Linked DNA regions of Mus musculus: all the other regions are linked to region 4. A link is a contact called in public HiChIP or PLAC-seq data. All regions are on one chromosome and are shown on one strand. The core of a region is the stretch at or near the end of the contact, and the rest is flanking DNA. Distances in the headings are between cores, read along the strand shown. Region 1 overlaps Kcnma1 (potassium large conductance calcium-activated channel, subfamily M, alpha member 1). Region 2 overlaps Kcnma1 (potassium large conductance calcium-activated channel, subfamily M, alpha member 1). Region 3 overlaps Kcnma1 (potassium large conductance calcium-activated channel, subfamily M, alpha member 1). Region 4 holds the start of Kcnma1 (potassium large conductance calcium-activated channel, subfamily M, alpha member 1).

What was found. HiChIP or PLAC-seq counts read pairs in DNA pulled down with a chosen protein or histone mark.
Region 1: a contact with region 4 is called in an H3K27ac HiChIP or PLAC-seq map of SST interneurons, with 4 times the contacts expected there. The contact joins the enhancer-like site here to the promoter of Kcnma1 in region 4. A contact is called at or near these places in 1 of 15 datasets of contacts at CTCF or cohesin (stem cell-derived epiblast-like cells), 7 of 484 Hi-C or Micro-C datasets (the N1E-115 cell line, Sertoli cells, cardiomyocytes and 3 more), 16 of 115 datasets of contacts at active chromatin or transcription factors (the 230-238 cell line, SST interneurons, VIP interneurons and 12 more) and 1 of 9 other capture datasets (embryonic stem cells).
Region 2: a contact with region 4 is called in an H3K4me3 HiChIP or PLAC-seq map of embryonic limb bud, with 5 times the contacts expected there. The contact joins the enhancer-like site here to the promoter of Kcnma1 in region 4. A contact is called at or near these places in 4 of 39 promoter capture datasets (Sertoli cells, cancer-associated fibroblasts, embryonic stem cells and 1 more), 1 of 15 datasets of contacts at CTCF or cohesin (the NIH/3T3 cell line), 50 of 484 Hi-C or Micro-C datasets (the 3T3-L1 cell line, the 63-12 cell line, the HPC-7 cell line and 27 more), 24 of 115 datasets of contacts at active chromatin or transcription factors (the 230-238 cell line, SST interneurons, VIP interneurons and 16 more) and 4 of 9 other capture datasets (adipose tissue, embryonic stem cells, embryonic tail and 1 more).
Region 3: a contact with region 4 is called in an H3K4me3 HiChIP or PLAC-seq map of craniofacial prominence, with 5 times the contacts expected there. The contact joins the enhancer-like site here to the promoter of Kcnma1 in region 4. A contact is called at or near these places in 2 of 39 promoter capture datasets (embryonic stem cells and neural stem cells), 3 of 15 datasets of contacts at CTCF or cohesin (embryonic stem cells and stem cell-derived epiblast-like cells), 65 of 484 Hi-C or Micro-C datasets (the 63-12 cell line, the N1E-115 cell line, Sertoli cells and 24 more), 24 of 115 datasets of contacts at active chromatin or transcription factors (the 230-238 cell line, VIP interneurons, astrocytes and 13 more) and 3 of 9 other capture datasets (adipose tissue, embryonic stem cells and pancreatic islet).

Annotation. Positions count from the first base shown.
Region 1 is chr14:23,644,160-23,648,891 of GRCm38.p6, forward strand. The region is part of intron 3 of Kcnma1 (potassium large conductance calcium-activated channel, subfamily M, alpha member 1); the gene reads right to left. It overlaps Gm51422 (a long non-coding RNA gene), which reads right to left. Exons shown (of 2, transcript XR_003951126.1): 1 at 4,591-4,732; 2 at 1-4,491. Among named protein-coding and RNA genes, the nearest start is that of Gm51422, 3.6 kb to the right of the region's middle. Within about 2 kb of position 1,397, at least 6 of the 459 cell types and tissues checked have an H3K27ac peak or open chromatin away from gene starts, as enhancers often do. A contact at or near this core is called in SST interneurons, where this site is marked.
Region 2 is chr14:23,561,343-23,566,791 of GRCm38.p6, forward strand. The region is part of intron 5 of Kcnma1 (potassium large conductance calcium-activated channel, subfamily M, alpha member 1); the gene reads right to left. Among named protein-coding and RNA genes, the nearest start is that of 5430425E15Rik, 54 kb to the left of the region's middle. Within about 2 kb of position 4,184, at least 7 of the 459 cell types and tissues checked have an H3K27ac peak or open chromatin away from gene starts, as enhancers often do. A contact at or near this core is called in the N1E-115 cell line, embryonic limb bud and proximal limb bud, where this site is marked.
Region 3 is chr14:23,687,480-23,692,290 of GRCm38.p6, forward strand. The region is part of intron 2 of Kcnma1 (potassium large conductance calcium-activated channel, subfamily M, alpha member 1); the gene reads right to left. Among named protein-coding and RNA genes, the nearest start is that of Gm51422, 40 kb to the left of the region's middle. Within about 2 kb of position 2,357, at least 15 of the 459 cell types and tissues checked have an H3K27ac peak or open chromatin away from gene starts, as enhancers often do. A contact at or near this core is called in craniofacial prominence and embryonic limb bud, where this site is marked.
Region 4 is chr14:24,001,733-24,006,936 of GRCm38.p6, forward strand. Kcnma1 (potassium large conductance calcium-activated channel, subfamily M, alpha member 1) reads right to left here and starts at 2,473. Exons shown (of 28, transcript NM_001253364.1): 1 at 2,016-2,473. The coding sequence starts at 2,393. 4930519K11Rik (RIKEN cDNA 4930519K11 gene) reads left to right here and starts at 3,259. Exons shown (of 3, transcript NR_131107.1): 1 at 3,259-3,405; 2 at 3,563-3,722; 3 at 3,949-4,105.

The DNA.
Region 1 (4,732 bases), core at 147-2,646, 360 kb before region 4:
CAGGATGAGAATGGGGGAAAGAGAAGACAAAGGGAAGAAGGCAGAGGACTTGACAGGACAAAGCAGCACCAAGCTCTTTCTAGAACTTCTCCAGTCTAGAAGTTTATTCCTTGACATTTACAAGTGACAGCGGGGACTGGGGGAGCTGGTGGCACATTAGAGTGAGATTCTGGCTTCAGGACTTGTTAGCTATATGGTTTGAAGCAAATTTTAGGGTTCCAGACTTCTAGTCAGTAAAGTGGGAATTATAAATCTCCAGCTAGGGATTAGAAGAAGCCATTAATACTTTCTGTAATGTGCTGAGCATTCTAATTCACATGCAGCCCAACAATGGGGACACAAATTTCCTCTAGCCTTTTGTTATTATTCAAATTTGTGTGGATGTGTCTGTGGTTACATGCATGTGTCTGACTGTGTGGGTGTATGTACTCAGATGTGTAGCGGCTAGAGGTTGAAAATCAAGTATGTTCCTCAATTGTTTCCCACTTTCCTCTCTGAGACATTAGTCTTTAACCTGGTGTTCAAAGAGGTGGCTAGGATGCTAGGGACCCACCTGTCTCACCTACCACCTAGCACTGGGACTGTAGACACACAGTTCTTTTGCATTGCTGCTCACCTCAGGGCCTCGTGCTTTTATGGCAAGCATTTTGCTGACTGAGCCATCTTCTAATCCCCTGATTTTTTACTTTAGAAAGAAAATTTATCGGATGAAAGCAGAGATATCAGATAAGATATGAAGAGTAGTGGAAGGTAAAACTGTGAAATAATAACAGATTGGGCTAAGGCTCTGGATTTCTGAATTATAATAACAGAGTCACTTGTGTTTCCAGAGGCTATGGAAACAATCTGGTCAGTTTCTACTGCAAATTTATGTACAATTATCTGCAACTATGTTTAACCATAAGCACTGTCACTACCTGGAAAATATTTAAGGTTTTCACATTGAAGCTGTGAAAGTGAATAAATGAATGAATGAGTGAATGAATGAATATAAAATGAACAAATAAATGAAATTTATGAGGACTGAGAAGTGGTCATTCCCCTGGCGGTGGAGCACTTGGACAGGAAGTGCTACAAAATTTGTGCTATGGTTTCCTCGACCATCCAAATGCCCTACTCACTCAGGCGGCAAGCCTTAAACAAGAATCCAAGAGCAAAAGCTGGAAAAGCCAGAGAAGGCAGCCCCAACTGTGCACCAGGCATTTGGGTGCAGATAGAGTCATTAAGGAAGATTTTTAACAATGCATAACCTTTCTGCTTTCCTCTGCTAACAGCAGGTGGTATGCCTTTCAGAATGGAGGCTGCTTTGAAGTTGCCAGTGAGCAGGACCTGACCTTCATTTCCAGTATATGCAGCATTAAATATTCATAATCCACGTAACTGAAGCATAAGAAGGAGCAGCATTTAAGCATGAATCAAAGGAATAAATATCTCCCCACGTGTGAGTCATCCTTTCCCAGAATACCACTGGAAAAATGCAGATGCACGGAGCTTTGAGAGCGGCTGTCTCTCCAACTTTCTTTTAAATTATAGAAGGAAGCAGCAGGGACTGCTGCCTTGTGCCATCCATGCGTCCTGACCCCCATGCTGACACTATAAGGTCTTTTCACCCCTTATATATTCAGAATTTGGTCTGGTATCGAGGAGAGAGGAGGAGCAAGCAACAGTGACATTGACATTCATAGGACCTTGAAGGGCACATTTGACTTGGTTGCGCAATTTTAAAAACTATTTAGTGTGTGTGTGTGTGTGTGTGTGTGTGTGCATATGTTTGTGTGTGTCATATGTGTGTGTATGGAAACATATATGCCACAGTACAGGTGTGGGGGTTGGAAGAAAACTTTCAGGAGCATGTTCTCACCTCGCAGCATGCTGAGGCAGAGTTTCCCTTGTTTCTCGTGTTTTGACCAACTGGCCCATGTGCTATTAGAGGATTCTCCTGTCTCTGCCTCCCGTCTCACCACAGGAATGCCAGTTTTAAAGAAGCACATCACCACTCCTGCCTTTTAAAATGTGGGTTCCAGAGATTAAGTTCCACTTGTTAGGCTTATGTAGTAGATGCTTCTACCTGCTGAGACCCTGCTTATACATTTTTTTTAAAAAAGTCTTTGTGTTATAAAAATCAGGGTGCATAGGAGAAGGAGTACCTGCAGAGTCAGGGTCAGAATTAGGAGGTGGGGAATTTGCAGAACATGGACCTTTGAAAGGATAAGATTACTTGTCTCCGGAAGGCACTGACATTAAAGACATCTCAACCAAGTCCTGCTATAATGTCCTCCTTTGTTTGAATCTTCCTAGCATCTTTCACTGGAATGATGGTGCTCCATTTGAACCCTTTTTAATCTGATTCTCTTTATCTGTAGGCTCCAGGACAAGCTGTCTCATACAGATGGTGATCACTGCAGATGATCCAAATGACTCTTCGCATAGAGACCACATAAGGAAAATAAAGACCCAAAGGAGTCAAACACCTCATTGAGAAAGATCCACTAGGGGATCTATCTATCTTGGATTAAGAACTGAAAAGCAAAGATGTGTGAGATTACCGTAGTTGAGTAAAATTTGAAAGGTAAGGTACATCACCAATTATAATTACACCTGCCACTCACAAAGTTAACCTGAACTTTACTGCCTTTCTGTTGGCTCATTGAGATAGAATGAGCATCTACTCTGCTTGTCTGTGTGCACAGTCTAAATCGGCCTCTCTGACATCAGCTAGCTGAGTTAACCACAGGGACCTGTTTCATATGCCCATCTGCACCCTTTGTAGCTTGCTCTCTCTCTCTCTCTCTCTCTCTCTCTCTCTCTCTCTCTCTCTCTCTCTCTCTCTCTCTCTCCCTCTCTCCCTCTCTCCCTCTCTCCCTCTCTCCCTCTCTCTTTCTCATATATGCATGTGTGATATATGTGCAAGCAGAGATCAAGAGAGACGACCAGGTGCCCTGCTTTCTTACCCTCTGACTTATTCCTTTAAGGCGGAGTCTCTTACTAAGCCCACAGCTAAGATGGCTGCCAAGCAAGCCAGTGGTCTTCCTGTCTCCATCCCCCCAAAGCTCTGGAGTCATAGACCATGCCCAGCTTTTCAGAAACCCCTTAGTGATTTGAGCTCGGATCCTCATAAGCATAAGTAGATGTTCTTACCCACCAGGTCATATCCCCAAACCCTCTTTGCACTGCCTAAAGGGCCACATGTGGAAAGCCTTGCATCTTGAGCTTCTCTAACTATGAGACTTCCAATCTACCAAGTAGGTAAAGACAGCGCTGGTTAAATATAATAAGAGAACAATTTTGCAAACCGTGTCAGTCTGGCAAGGGTCACTCCAATTTATTTGCAGAGGGTTAACACTAAAGCAAATTCATCTCAGAATACCAGGTATTTTTGACAGGGCAATGACTTGGTATAATTTTTAAGAGGAATTTAATTTGCTCTCCAAGATGGCCAGCCAAGTCATGTCTATTAAGAGACAGAGGTAGTTTTGAATGAAAAAGGTAGACTTCAAGAATTTGCCTTATACTTTCTCACCCTAGTTCCATGTGTAGTTTATATATAGAGTTTCATCTCATTTCATTCACTAAGCTTGATTGCAGTTTGATTAGGGGATTGTCTTTGGTGTTCTGACTATGACCTTCTAGATTTATCATAAAGGCAACAACATTGTAAATTTTACTTTAGTTCATCTCTATAAACTGAGCATATTTGCTCAACCTGGATGGGAAGGTGAAGGATTCTCAGTATAGGCTTCTCACTAGCTTTTCCACAAATCAGAGTGTTAGGGTGTGGTCTCAGAGAGAGACCAAGAAGCAGCAATGAAAAGTAGAGTTATGTACGTAGCCACAGGTGTTCTGCTAAACCAAGTCTGTTACAAAAAAGACCCACACAGTCTGCATAGTTTAGGTGGAGAGAACGGCTGAATCCATGCTAAGGCTTGGTCAGCCCCCATAAAGAATGAGGAATCTCCAAGAGTACTGGCATTTCTGGCTTGGGAAACTGAAAACCAGAACTGAAGATCAGCCTTGGTACAGACTTCTTGGATGAGCCTAAAAGATCCAGAATCACTGAGGGTTTCAAGTCTCATCTTCACAAAGACTGAGCAATTTCAGGACTAACCCCAAAGGGCTGGAGGAGGCTGGGGAGGCACCGGTGAAGAGTGTCAACCTAGGTGAACAACCTAGGAACAACCTAGGATGCTCTGCCATCCTCCCCCAAGGAAGACCAGACTCTACACAGCCAAAAATTGACTCGTAGTTGACACAATTTTAAAAAAAGACACCATCCAAATCCATCTGCCAGAAATAGTTTATTACCATGACATACATGGGGTCAGAAAGGGAGACAAAGGAAATGGAGGCACAGTCTAGATCTCTGTCCCTTTAGCAGACCGCCACACTCACCTTCACATAAGTGTGTACTCTCTGGGGGCACACAGACTACATATCCGAAACTCTTTCCTAAGCCCCAGCACAGGCGTTGGCAGGGTGTGTACCCCATGACCCCTGGAGAGAGATTGGAGAAAGATGACCAAGTGCTTGAGAGTGCCAGTTCATTTCAAATGTGGTCCAGAATCTCTAAATAAATATGAAAAGAGAGCTTACCTTCACTCACAGAACTGGAGACTTGCAGACTGAATGATACTCTTCTTTCTTGACTAGCAATTTCAGATGAAGAGAGCATGCATATTCTTGTGCCCTGAGGACATTTAAAGGACTCACGGCTCAAGACAGGTGAGGGCCCAGC
Region 2 (5,449 bases), core at 2,934-5,433, 440 kb before region 4:
TGTGTGTGTGTGTGTGTGTGAGAGAGAGAGAGAGAGAGAGAGAGAGAGAGAGAGAGAGAGAGAGAGAGAAAACAGATGGTGAGTAACCCTGACTTTATACATTATATAACCTCAACCATGGCTACTTAGTCTTGCCTTAGGAATGCAAAAACTGACCACAAAAAATATGAAAATAAAGATCTTGGCTATGAGCCAAAAAAATTTATTCCCTCACACAGGTTGGTGGATCCAATTCAGTCAACAAGTCATAGTTTGTCACCTTTTGATGAAGGCAATGCTTGGAAGGGAGAAAGGAGTGACTAAGGATCAACAGGTTCTCCCAGCTTCCCTAAGAAAGATGTTGGGACATTTTTTAGGTGCTTCTCAGCCATTCTGTATTCCTCAGCTGAGAATTCTTTGTTTAGCTCTGTACCTCATTTTTTTTAATAGGGTTGTTTGGTTTTCTGGAGTCCAACTTCTTCTTTATATATATTAAACATTAGCCCCCCCCCCCCCCCCATCAGATTTAGGGTTGGTAAAGATCTTTTCCCAATCTGTTGGTTGCCTTTTGGTCTTGTTGGCAGAATAAGACCTTTGCCTTACAGAAGAAGCTTTGCAATTTTATGAGGTCCCATTTGTTGATTCTTGATCTTACAGAACAAGCCATTGGTATCCAACATCCTTAATCATCAGGGAAATGCAAATCAAAACAACCCTGAGATTCTACCTCACACCAGCCAGAATGGCTAAGATCAAAAATTCAGGTGACAGCAGATGCTGGTGAGGATGTAGAGAAAGAGGAACACATTCCTCCATTGCTGGTGGGACTGCAAGCTGGTACAACCACTCTGGAAATCAGTTTGGCAGTTCCTCAGAAAGTTGGACATAGTTCTACCACAAAATCCAGCAATACCTCTCCTGGGCATATACCCAGAAGATGCTCCAACTTGTAATAAGAACACATGCTCCACTATGTTCATAGTAGCCTTATTTATAGTAGCCAAAAGCTGGAAAGAAACCCAGATGTCCCTCAACAGAGGAATGAATACAGAAAATGTGGTACATTTACACAATGGAGTACTACTCAGCTATTAAAAACAACGAGTTTATGAAATTCTTAGACAAATGGATGGATCTGGAGGATATTATCTTGAGTGAGGTAATCCAATCACAAAAGAACACACATGATATGCACTCACTGCATATAAGTGGGTATTAGCCCAGAAGCTTAGAATCCTTCTTAGAAGGGGGAACAAAATACCCATGGAAGGAGTTACAGAGACAAAGTTTAGAGCAGAGGATGAAGGAACAACCATACAGAGACTGCCCCACTTGGGGACTTCATCCCATAAACAACCACCAAACCCAGACACTATGGCAGATACCAACAGCAGCCTGCTAACAGGAGCCTGATATAACTGTCTCCTGAGGGCCTTTGCCAGTGCCTGGCAAATACAGAAGTGGATGCTCACAATCATCCTTTGGACAGAGCACAAGGTCCCCCAATGAAGGAGCTAGAGAAAGTATCCAAGGATCTGAAGGGGTCTGAAGCCCCAAAGGAGGAACATCAATATGAACTAACCAATTTCCCCAGAACTCCTTGGAACTAAACTACCAATCAAAGAAAACACATGGTGGGACTTGTTGCTCTTGCTGTATATGTGGCAGAGGATGGCCTAGTCGGTCATCAATGGGAGGAGAAGCCCTAGGTCCTGTGAAGGTTCTATGTCCCAGTATATGGGAAGGCCAGGACTGGGAATGGGAGTGGGTGGGTTGGGGAGCAAGGGAAGGGGGAAGGGGGTAGGGGATTTTCGGAGGGGAAACTAGGAAAGGGAATAACACTTGAAATGTAAATAAAGAAAATATCTAATTAAAAGAAAGTGGGGAAAAAAAAGGAAAGATGTTGGGAATGATCACCTATTGGTAACTCTTTCTTTTTCCTGAAACACTCACAATAGCACCTAAGATTCACTTATTTAATTTTCCTAGAACAACTCAGGTGCATATAAATAACTTCCACTCATGCAAATGCTGAATACTTTGAGATCAGCAGCAGGAAGCAGAGTCAGGAACTTTGCATTTGCTTAGAGTCAGTCAGCCTGCTGGACTAGAGTGCTTTACTTCTGATTTCCACACAGGAGCGCTTTCGGGTTATCTTTGTAATGTAAAATGTTAAAAGAGAGTTGGTTTCTTGCAAAGAATGGGTAGCTGCCTCTCAAAATGTGGGGTTTGAAATTCTAGTTGGTCTTGTTAAAAACTCCAGCCAAGATTAAGCTAGAGGGACTGGAGAAATAGCTCAGTGGTTATGAACACTTGTCAGTCTTGTAGAGGATCAAGCAACCATATGGTGGCTCACATCTATCCACAACTCCAGCTTTAAAGAATCTTATACATTCTCCTGCCTACCCAAGGGAATCCAGGCAAACGTGGGGTGTACATACACATACACTGGCAAAACGTATGCATAAATTTTTTCTTTAAATCCTAAACTAAGCTAGAACTCCCTTTTCTTAATTCTAAAGTCTTTGCATCATGTACTTATTTTAGCAATTGTTTTCCATATAGTAAGTATAAAATTTTTATCGGTACTCTTGTCACTAATATCCACTTTTTGGTGACGTTCACTAATTGGCTATTAAAACTCTGTTTACTGGTATACACTAGGAAAGCTGGGGCAGCAGGACACAGATTGGATCTCTAAATAAATACATGAAGTTTTTTAGGAATGAGAAAAGAGATATGCTCACCTTTTGTTATTAAATATTTTCTAAACTCATTTAAGCAGTTAAAATATTATGTTAGGCAGCTTCTTTCACTGCTGGGATGCTGTGTTCACACCCACTACCTCAGAAAATATCCATGTCCAATCACAAACTGCATCCTGTATCCTAGCTGCCCCCTAGGTACAAGGAGGTCAGGAATGTCAATTAACCATTAACCATTAACCAACAAATCTGTCTGCCTCAACCATTCAATGAGGATAGGGACTAACATTTCCGTCCTCTCATGGAACCAGTGGGAGAGGCCCAAGAGCATCAGCCTTAAGGTCAAGTGGCAACAGGTGACATCTTAGATGTCCTCACATCTTATTGTCCCACTGATGAAGATGGATCACTCTTCGGCACTGACTCTTGATCCTTGTGTACAACCTACACATGACAGGAAGAGTCTCACAGATAAGAAAAACTCCAGCTTCTTGGGCTCAGACTATGAAAATGCCTGCAGGGTCATGATTTATGTGAAGATGAGTAAGGTACATTTACTGCTTTATCAGTCTCAGTACGTGGAGCCGCCCCTCCCACCACAGTGGAACTGCAAGCGTAAATGTCCGCTGCACTCACTTTGTAGTTTATACTGTGTGTGTTACCAACAGCCTGCACTGTGGGCCTGCAAATCAAATCAAACCACCATTATTCTGGACTGATTATCCAATTAAAGGATGAAATAGGCCATTCTTTTCTTCTTCCTCCATCACATGCCTGCCTAATAGTCATTGTACTGACTGCAAGGAGGACCCACGGAGGAAGTAAACACGCGTGCATTTCACACCCAGTGAGCTAAGCGGGAGGATACAATGGAGCTGGAAAAAATGAATTGCTCAGCCTTAAGCTGCAGCATCTATATTACACAGTAAGTTTTTTCCTGAGAGCTGCTCAGTGAGAAATACTGTAAGGCATGATGCTGTCTCTCTAGAAGTATAAATAGTAACCCCCCCCCAAAGCAAATAATAATAATCAGTCACTCATTGCAACACACTCTGTATTCTAAGAGCTCTCCAAAACCTGCAGATACTGCAAAACCATAGGGCAATTGGCAGTTCAAATGTCTTTGCATGGAATTCTTTGATCAGCACTGCCAAGGGAAATAAAAGGACAATCAAAAGTAAACTGGGGGTCTCTGGTGACTATGGCAACTGGAGGAAATAAGTAGTCTCTCAGGGGTGCTTCAGCTCAAGGCCTTGCCTTCAAGGAGCCCTGTGCACCCTTTGGGATTAAGAGACAGGAGGGACCTGAGAGTTTTGGTAATAGATGACCTAAAAATGTCCCTTCTAGATCTGTGGTAGTTTGGATCTGGAGTATAGCTTAAAAGTTCCTGTGGCTGGGAGAAGTTGTCTGGTGAACTCCAGTAGTCAGCCCATCTTCTATTCCCCAGCAGTGAGTTTACCACACTCAGCTTTGGCCCTGGAGCCTGGGATCCATCCACACTAGGTCCCAAGGTTTGTGTAGCAACCGTTTTACAGAATGACTCCCCAGCACCAAGGCTTATATGCTAAAGGCTTGGCTGCCAACATGAGGCATTACTGGAAAGTGGTGAAGCCTTTGGAAGCTGAGACACCTGGAAGGCTGTTTGATCTTGAGATCTTGCCTTTGAAGGGGCTTTTGAGACCATAACCCCTTCCTGTTTCCCTTCTTTTCCAGTCCCCAGAAGGTGAGCAGTTTTGCTTTGTTGAATGCTCCTACACAGATGTTCTACATCCTCACACGTTCAAAAGCAACAGAACCAGCAGGCCATGCAACAAGACCTCAGAACCTATGAACCAAATAAACCTTTTGGCCTTGAAGTCCCTTATGTTAGGTGTTTTGTCAAAGTAATGAAAAGCTAGCACAAGATCAAGTTTCTCCACACTGTAGCTCTCTGCTTCAGAAGGTCATTCGACCCACAAAGAAATATTAGGACTAAACATAGCCAAGGTATTAAAAAAAAGTTAAAAAAAATACCCCCATAAACCTGCAGTTTCTATGGCTCCTTTGCAACTGGGAACAAACAAGAGCCTTCTCTGAGCACTGAATCAGTCATGGAAACTTGCTCTTGGCTGCTGCAGATTCTGCCCTCCCAGCTGGGCCTATGTACTTGAAGGCTGAAGCACATGGCTCATTAGAATTCCTAATTCCTGAATGATCCCACTTACCCCAGCACCACAGCATCAGGAACAAGATGTTACATCTCAGCGCATTCACCTTGTGGATGGATCGTTTTATAGAAATGCTAATTGTACTTGCTAATTAAGAGAGAGGATTTCTTAATTATTATTATCCCAGGCAGTAAAATCATCAAATTGGCAAATCTTGCCATTTTCTCTTGCATGTATCATGAACAGAAATCTGGTTCAAAATCAATCTGCTGAGTTGCTTCCTTGGGGTCTTAGGGGTCACAAAAGAGCTGACTATAATAACTCCTCATATGGAGGTCAGTACAAGTCTGATCCAGAAAGGGACTCCCGGTCTTAAAAGAGGTCAATCTCCATCACCATCAACAGACAGTTTGTGGAACTGAGCGGTTACTGTGACTAAGGGCGAAGACAGGTCTGGAACTGTTTATTTCTGTATATTGCAAGAGATAAGGGGTTCAAGGACATCTCTTACACCTTGTCAGTTTATTACCTGGGATAACAAAAGCCATGAAATATGTACTCCATTGGAGTCTTGATTACATTGAAATCTTGGCTCTACCATTTACATACAGAGACCTT
Region 3 (4,811 bases), core at 1,107-3,606, 310 kb before region 4:
AGACACACGGCATTCTTTAAAAGGAGTCCTTCACCTACCCCACTGTCATATTAATAATGTGGACAAGAACTCAGGGACACTCATCGGAGCATGCACACACATGCATGCACATGTACACACATGCACATTCGAGTACACACACACACACACACACACACACACACACACACACACACACACAACTCCAGCCAGGAACATTCCTCTTGCCTTTCAATCACATTCATTGCTCCTAATTTTACCTCCAGTCCCACAGGCTGTTACCTTCACTTCTATAACTCAATTGAATTACTTCCCAAGAAATGCCTTAATTACAGGCTGGTGTCATTGTGCCATTAGAGGTTTCCATTGAAGTCTCTGGGCTCTAACCTGCTGAGATTCCCGATAATAAATGGTACTTACAAAGCTTTGATAGAGCACCAATGAAACCTAACATTTAAACAGGAAAAACTATCACTTCTCAATGTTCAACCCTTATATGCAAAGCTCCCTGTGTAGGTACCCAATATATGTACCATAGTATAAAGGGTTGAAGAGGAAAAAAGAAAAGTACATTTTCTATAAATGACATTGAAGCAGATAACAGGGTTTTTTTTTTTAATGCAAACAAGCCTTATGGGAAAATTCACGGGAAAATCTGCATTTGCTCCTTTAGAGGGGCAAAGTGTCACCAGATGAAAGAGCTATATCCGAAAATGTCAGCAGTCTCCTTTACTCCAATCAAGGGCATCATGAAGGAGCATCAGCCAAAAGTGAGCCACCACACATGCAGAGAACGGGGTGAGATACTATTGGTACCTAGGGGTGGGGCCCCTGACCTTTTTTCTGGTGATTTGGGGGCAAAGAATGACCACTTTCAAGTGCATCAATCAATGTGCTTTCGCTTTGCTTAGGTGTTTTCATTCATTTCACACTGAAGGCTCGGTGCTCTTATTTCCACCTTATGAATAAGTCCAGAAGCCTGTATGTGGCTTCTTATTCTTTATTCTTATCTTGGAGCCCCCAGATAAGAATGTCTAGAAACATGGATTGGGGTTCATTCCCAGTTGCCTTCCTCCCTTAACACCCTGACTTCAAGGATATAAAATCCTGGGCTTTTGGAAGATTCCCAAATGTTGCAAATTTTGAAACTGAACCAAGGAATGCAAGTTTAAAACTGTCTTCAAAGGAATCCCTTAAGGAACACAATCCTGCTCATATAAAAGCATCACTGAGATCGGATGAAAGAGCTCATGACACAGCAGTATTTCCAGAAATAAGACTCCTTCTCTCTCCTCCGGGAAGAAGAGCCAGGAGGTACACTAAGCTCTCAGCCGGCTAGCTCAAAAGCATGTTACTACAGAACCTGACACTCAGAACTTGGGGGCAGGGGGTTGTGTCTGGAGTGTCACTGTTGAGATAGTGTGGGTCCTTTGTAAGAGCTGACATTGGAATTGACTCAGAGCAGGTGTGTCCCATGTCTTCATCCATTCTGTGGTTGCTCACTAAGGATGTCAGAATGCAGCTGAGTTGGTAGCGCACTTGCCTGGCACATGCAAGAAGGCACTGGATATGACTTTTGGAACCACATAAAAGTGTGGTGGTCCATGCCTATAATCCCAGCACACAAGGGATGGAAGTAGTTTAAGGTCATCTTTGGTTCCATAGAGAGTTAAAGATCAGTCTGTGTATATGAGACATTGTCTTGAATAATAAAAATCAAACCTCTTACTTTCTCAGAACTATTGTTTTCCAGTGACTGTGAGTGAAGCTGGAGATGAAGTTCCAGTCATTAGACGGTCCTCATACTGGTCCCCTACCACCTGATCTGGCTCTTGACTTGAGAGTTTAAACCACAAGAGCTGTTTCTGAGGTACTCTTGCCAACTGTTCACTTTGGTTCAGTCAGTGGTGGTGGCCCCCAAAAGAAAGGGAAGAGCTTGAGGCAGCCTACCTCTCTCCCTTTTTTGGCAGTAATTGGTCTCTTCCAGAATCCACCCCACCCCCATTTCTGAAATTTGAGCTCCAGCCCTTCTCCTAATAAGACTTATGGTGTCCTATTTGGGTTTTTACTCCTCCTAAGCAAGGTTGCCTAGCTCTCCTCTGACAGTCTCTCTCTGGAACTGCCTGGTTTTACTAGCTGGAACCTGAGTTCTATAGGTACTAAATAAATCCAACCAGATCCCTACCTTCTGAAACTGACACTTGTACAAAAATGTGACAGATGATGAAGAAAGCAAATAAGCAAGCAATAGTTTCTTGGAACTACAGACAATGAGGATATGAAGGAAATCAGTACTCTGGTCACATGAACAGTGGGGAGGGACAAGTTGTTTCATGACTAGGGGACATCCCAGATGGCTGAAATCGGAGACCACAATGGAATTCACATACGGCAGGCCAGGGCTTGAGCATTACAATGCAGCAGGACCCCAGGTCCCCAGGCAGAGCTAACCTGTAAGCCAGCCAACACGAGGGGGGGGGGCACAGGCAATGAGAAGCTAAGCAGTGTGTTAATGAAATGGGATACTAGGGCGGGGTTAAAATATGGCAGGACATCAGGAATTTACCATTGACTTGACTGACGTTTGAGTCTTTTTGGACTTATAATATTAGAGTCTTGTGGATATTAGGTAATCACTTTATTCCTGAGTTTTAATCCTAGCCTTTTAATTTTATTTGAATGAGGGCCTCATTATGCTGCTGACCTTGAACAGACTGCATTCCATGCAGGCACTAAGCTTGTGATCTTCCTGCCTCAACCTCCTTAGCAGCTATGATTATAGGCCTGGTCTACCAGGCCACATCTAACTGACACTTTTCATATGTGTGTCTATGTGTACCAGATTATCTCAGGTGCCATCCTCAGGAACGCCGGTCACCTCCTTTGAAACAGATTCTTCTCTTGGGCTGGACTTTACTGACTGGCTACTGAGCCCCAGGAACCCTTCTGTCTCCACCTCCCCAGGGCTGAGATTATAATCTCATACCACCACATCCAGTATGCTTACTAAGCAAGCTTACTAAGTTTTACTGACTGAACTATGCACCAGCCCTTCATTGAAATCTTCAAATATCACTTTGATCAGCGTATAGTGAGTTTTCTTCTTTGTCCATAGACAAAGGTTTTCAGTCCTACTCTCCCAGGTTCAGGGCAATCACCTTACTCAGGAGAGAACTAACCCACCTCCTCATTACCATATACAGAGACCAAGACGATAAGCAACAGCTTTTGAGGTATGGTTTTATGAGATTATATCAGTGGTAATAAAGTCCCGAAGTCAAAGAAAAAGAGTGGTAACTATTTGTGTGCATGGTGGCCTTGAACTTTCCAGGGCCAGCTAGTACTCTATGGGCTTCTTGTCAAGCAGACTCATACACCAGCAAAGCCTTGCATTGTGAGGCAACATACTGTGTGCTCCAGACTGAGAGTCAAATATATTCTACAAAGAAACCTCAACATATCCTGCCAGGCCACTAGAGAGATGCACAGCTTCAGATTTTACTCTGCTTTCTACACCTACTTTGCTACATCACCCAGGCCCTTTCTCCTGTTTTCTAAGTAACAAATGTATGCTGCCATATAAGGAAGGAGAGAAAAAAATAGTAATATGCTCTCTGTAGAGCCTTCTTTCCAGAGATGCAGCTCATCTGGCACTTGCCTTGTTTGCACCTTTAATCAGAAGGCTGTTAAGATATCTCTGCCAGGGTTCTGTACACAACTTTTCTCTAATGAAGCATCAAATCTCTTTCACAAACAATAGCTGTGTCACATAGAAGCAGTCTGGCCCCAGCAAACATGGCTGCAATCTCCCTGCCAATGGAATACCTCTGTTAGGTCTATCTGACCCAGCACAGTGCCACCACCACAATGCTTCAATCCAAGTCTCTGTCCTGTCCCATTCTGTGACTCAGAGAGACAAAGAAACATGGTATGGTGAGTGTTCCTAGCCTGTGACATAGTATCTTGGGACCTACAATCTAATGAATGTTAGTCAATGTACAGGTCTTAGTTGCAACTCTGGTTATGGGTCTGCAGTGGCTAACCCAGTAGGGTTACCTGCAACCCTAGTTCTATACCTCCAGCTGTTAGCTAGTTCCTAGAAGGCAAAGTAGCTAAGTCTGATATATGACAAGATGCCTGGGGACAATCAGTGACTGGTATACTGGACACTGCTGAATAAGGCATGAAGGTAGAAACTGCCACCAAAGTGTATCATTTAGGAGTTGGGGAGATGGCTCAATAACGGAAGCATTTACAGCACATGCCTGAGGACTGGAGTCAAGATCTCTAGAACCCAATAACTGATGGGCAGCAGTGGCAGCCTGTTTATAATCCTAGCCTCAGGAGGAAGAGGCAGATAATCCACAGAGAAAGCAAGTGAGTGAAACTGACCATATGGACAAGTTCTGGGTTTGACTGAGGAAGTCTGCTTAATTAAATAAAGGAAATAGATAGTAAAGATAATTTCTAATAGCAACCTTGGGCCTCTGTATGCATATGCACCCTCATGCACATGCACCCCAAAACACACACATATACCCACACACATGCAGAAATGTATACATACAACTACACAAGGATGCACACTCACATGTGCACACATATGGACTTACGCAGGTGCACACATGCGCACACAGAAATAGAGAAGAAAAAGCATGATACCAACATAGTCTGGGATCCAATGATGCCCCTGAGCATTTTCCCACACATACAGTGACATGTATATGTCACATACATGTCACATACAGTGACATGTATATGTCAAGACAAATAAAAGAAGACTGTGCTGTTAAGAACAGCTAGAGGTTAGAAATGGCATTTAATTAAAGCTT
Region 4 (5,204 bases), core at 1,223-3,722:
AGCTATTCTGGTCATTATTTAGAAAGGGGATTCTTTATGTAAATTCCTTAAGAGACATTTCATGACACACACTATACCAGCACAGGGTACCCCCTAGAGTAAAAAGATGCTAGACGCTCCGCTTAAAACCTTAGAAAGACAAAAAGGACTCATTATGACCAAATTTGTTCACTTTCTGAAAACAGAAAGTAGTTTTTTTAAAAAGCCAACCCAAGTCACTTCCATATAGAAAGTAACTGAGATGCGTGCAACTAAAGATAGTCACCAAGTCTCAGTATGAGAGGGAGACACTCCCAGGACAAGCTGAAGATGCAGGAGAAAGAATGGGTGAATGTGATTCTATGATCAGACAGAGACCATCTCTGGGTCTGGCTATAGGAACCTTGCTTAATCTGAGGGCTTCTCTGGAAGGCCATCGGTCTTTCTCCTTGAAAAGGAAGGGGGAACCTCCATCCTCAAGAAGGGGACTCTAAACAAAGCTCACCTGTCACCATTGGAGGCTTTCAGAGCAATGCCAAGAGGAAGCAAAGAAGGAAGGGTGGTTTTTTTCTTTTTCCTCCCTTATTCCAACACACCAGTATTTTCCAAAACACAAATGTGCTGCCACAAAACACAGCTGAGCCCAGCACCTACGGTGATGTATAATTAATGACAGAGAGTGCTTCGGTTGCCCTTGGGTTTCATAGCCTTCCCCCTTAGCCTAACTCTTCTCTTTAGCAGCTGTACGCTGCTACAAGTTGCTGAGCCCTGTGACTTCTCAAGGGGGTCCCGGATGAACTTTTCTAGAGCAGGTGTGAACATTTGGGGACCAAGATGAGTGTCTTGCACAATCCCCCTAGAGATATCCTCTGTCCAAAAGTATGGGTGCTATTCTGTCCTCTTGGATGAGAATTTCTCTAAAAGACTGCACCCAGTTCAGCTCCTCTTTTTTCCCAGTTCTTTCTTTTATTCATTCTGTAGTTCTCGCTCAAACATTGCCCACCCCCGGTCCACCGCCCCCCAGCAAGTGCTAGGTGGTGGGCAGGGACCCCTCTAGGGAGATGGCCACAGCCCAGGAGTAAAGCCTAGCAACCACACATCTGAGATGTGAGTCCTAACACTGTGGGCGACTCTGCCAGGAATAGCTTAAGACGACTTCTAGCCACATCAAGTGCCAAAAGGGGGCTTAGTGAAGCAGAGGTCCCTTGGACTCTTAGGAGTGCAGCCCTGGTGCTACAGATTGGAGCTGCTGGCTGTATTTGTGGGGATCCAAAGTTGATGGCCTGGGAGGGGAGTGTAGAGGTGGCAAAAGTACTTGGGGTAGGGTAATGTTCCACAAAGAAAATGTAAGGGATGGAGTGGGCGGTGACATCAGACTTGCAACCATGCCACTTTTAGAAAGTGACTCTCCATAGATTGACCCCATTCTAGGATGGGTCTTCCCAACTTTTTATTGATCCGTGGGCCCCCACTTTCTCCATGATTTCCCCCCCAGAATTCCCAGATGCAAAAGATTTTCTCCCTAGCTCAAAGGATTCCCCCTTCTTTGGGACCCCAGGAACTGATTTCCTCAACAACAACAACAACAACAACAACAACAAAAGTATGAGCTGATCTGTCCCAACTAGTCCACCGTGAGGAGTCTGGCCGCAGCCAGTGAGTGGTGTCCCGCACGCACCCAGGGTCTTTCAGCTTCCTGTGTCCCTGCAAGGTTCCTTCTCCACACTCCGCAACAACGTGCCCAAGAGACACATGTCCCCCCAACCCGGGTCCGGCCATAGTCACCAATAGCCCTACAATAAACAGAGAACTAAAGCGGGGGTCTGCGTCCTGGAGCGCACCTGCTGGGGTCAACTCCTCACCCCTGGCGCACAATCCGAGGGCACAAGGAGAGGGGAGGGAAGGGCAAGCGGCGGGGACAAGGCTGGCAGGGACAGCAGGAGGCAAGACACAGTGCGGAGCTAAGAGGTGGGCTGCGGGGGACGCCGAGAAACGGCTGGGATGGCGCAGGGGCGGGCGCCCGGGGCGCGCGTTACCTTCGTCTTGCCCCCGCAGTGGCAGCAAACGGTCCACAGGTACTTGAGCGTCCGCCAGAGCAAGATGATGAAGAGGCCCCCGAAGAAAGTCACCATGGAGGAGGCCAAGAAAGCCCACCACATGCGTTGGCCCCGGCTGTCGCACGGCACCTCCATGGTCACCGGTATGATGAGCGCATCCATCTTGGGCTCGTGGACCGAGGACGAGGAGGAAGAGGAGGAGGAAGAAGAAGAAGAGGAGGAGGAAGAGGAGGAGGAGGACGCGTCTAGGCTGAGATGGTTCGCGTGGATATTGCTGCTCATTCTAAGACCGCTGCCTCCGCCGCCGCCGCCGCCGCCGCCGCTGCTGCCGCCGCCGCCGCCGCCACCGTTTGCCATAGCTAGCAATGGGCGGCAGGCGCAGGGGCTCGAGGGAGCTCCTCCCGCCGCCAGCGCCACCCCGAACACCCATCAACAGCCATGTTGCTGCTACTGCTGCCGCTGCCGCCGCCGCCGCGGAGCGCCGGGAGGGGGGCGGGGAGGCGCCTGGGCTCGGGGCGCTGTGCGCGACCTGGCAGGGTGTGCGGAGATATATACAGCCAAGCGCCGCCGCCCGCCCTCCCCCGGGCTGCCGGCCGGCCCGGGGGGGGGAGGGGATGAGGGAGGGTGGCTCCCACTCCCCGACCCCGGCCCCGATCGCCCCCGGGGCTGCGCGGAGCACCGAGAGCCCAGGGGGCGCCGCGGGCGGTCCGCGCCCGGGGTCTGTGCCTCCCGAAGCTCCGTGAGCGCGATCCCGCGTACCCTCGGCGCCGCCCGGCCCGCCTGGCGTGCGCCACGCGTGTGCGCTGCGCCCGGGCCCGGGGTCTCCCGCCCGTCCCCGCACAGCTCTCTCGGGTGATGAGGCGACAGCTCCTTAGGATCGGAGAATCCGCGCCCTCCCGACCGGGCGTGCCCGCGCCACCCTTCCTCCCCGGGGCTGCGCTCCGCTCCTGGATCGCCGCCTCCTGTGCTCGCGGGGCCGCGGCAGGTTGGTTGCGGCGGTCTGCCCTGCCTCCGCGGCCAGCTAGCCGATGCTCTGCGGGACCCCTTCGGGCCGGGTCTCTGTGACCCTGAGCTTCCTCGGCCTCCGCTCGCTTCTTCCTCCTTGCCTCCTCGGGCTCCTCCTCGTCCCCGTTCTCGCAGCCCGAGCCTCTTCGGCGCGCGCCCCGCGCGCCCCGCAGCCGCCAGCAGTGGCAGCTGCAGCAACTGGAGCGGGCGCGGGCTCAAACAGCCCGAAGCGGGAGGGGAGGAGGCTTACCGGGCTAACTCGCCTCGGCTTGGGGCTGTGTAGGGGCAGCAGGTCATTTGGCAGTGGTGGGGCATGCGGCCCCCCATCTTCCAGGATGTAGAGTATAGCGCCACCAGCCTAGAGGTAGGACTTTGCAGGTGTTGCGCCCCTCTAGGCTCAGCAGGGTACCAGAAGGGGAAACCACCAGGTGTCTGGGGTAGGCCGGTTTTCCCAAAGGGGCCCCTAATAGGGAGAGGAGTGGCTGGTTGTCAGCTAGATTCAGTGGACTTATTGCCCCTAGATTCTAAGGCTTGGAGACTAAGGAAGACCCTAGCCAGTACAGTACACCTGCTGACAGAGAGTTCACTCTTTCGTTTCCAAGATGCCACGTTGTGAGTTGCTGATGAACAACTGGGGCATCTGGAAGTCTGTTGGTAGTCTGTGACCTCTGACAGCTGCAGGTGGGTTTGTTGGTTGTTGTTGTTTGTTTGTTTGTTGTTTCCTTATTAAGCAAAGATGACAGCAGCCTGGTGGTTGGTGTGGAACAAACTGGGTAGAAAAGGAGGTTTCTTAAAGGGCTGCTTCCTAGTTCTTTAGACTCGTGTGGGAAGGGCAAATGGATGACGGGTACTCTGCATTCAGGCTTGCCTTTCTACATTTCTGGTCTCCCGTTTCTCCCCTTTAAAGGGAAGGAGTCCAGGATTGTTCAGCAGCCCCTGTCCCCCGCCCCACCCCCAGTCCCCCTATCGTTGCACACAGAAACTTCCTCCCTCTGGACACTTCTCCAGGCTGGCAGCTGGACCACAACTTTTTCCTGTGCTAATTAAAACCAAGATGATCACTCTCCCCTCACTGCCCACAGTGATTTCCCCAAAGTTTCCAGCTCATTAGTTATAGTCTAATTGGAATTCTCAGGTTCCTTTCAAGACTCTTCATATGGTAAACTGGCCCAAAGGAGCCTCCTTACCTGAACAAGCTGTCTCGACCTAAATCATTGGTCAGCCACACCCTGGCCCTAGGATACAGAGGGCCAAAGAAGGCCAAGCCTGGCAGACACTGAAAATATGTGAGTCTCAAATTGGTTGGTACATTCCTTGGGCTCAGTATACATATCCATTAGAAAAGACTTAAGGTCAAAATCACCTCCCCCATAAAATAGTACACAACAGAAGGCCAGCAAAATGGCTCTGCTGGTAAAGGTACTTGTCTCCAAACCTGACCCCCTGCGCCTGATCCCTGAAATTCACAGAGTCAAAGGAATAAGCTAACTCCTGTTAACCATTCTCTCATGTCCATGTGCATGCTATGGGGCACACTCACATTTACACACACAGAAAGGGGGGTGCTAAAGAAGAGAGCAATAAATGGTGTTTTCTAGAAGCAGAAATTGCCTCAGTCTCCCCTTCAGCATCATCCATCCTTCTGCACTCAGAGGGCTGCAACACAATCCCCATGCATTCAATGGCCCTGGCGCTTTTCCAACATCCTGGGGTAGTTGAACTTTGAAAGGCTGGGGAGAGGTGCAAGAGGCTGCGGTACTGAGATTCCTTTATTGGCCTTCTCACCAGCTGGGTCTGTGCCTTGACACAAGCCTGAGGGACTTTCCTTAAGTCCAAGAATTAACATTTAAAACTCATAACATTCATAGCATAAGTCAGCAAAGGACAGGTACTGTCCTGCCCCACCATGGGTCATCGAGCCTTCAGAATGTATTCCCATAGGAGCAAAACTTGAACCTTTGCAGCCAGTGGTACCCTCTAGGTTCTTCCTACCTAATATCTACAACCTAGATCCCCCTGAAAACTATTATCATGATGACTTAACAAGATGCTAGTGGCTGCTGTGCCTTCTGTCCTCTCACATTTGAAGTCCCCACACCATTACCATTATCATCATCATCATTTAAAGGGCTCCAGAAGTCCCATAAGACACCTACTCCAGCC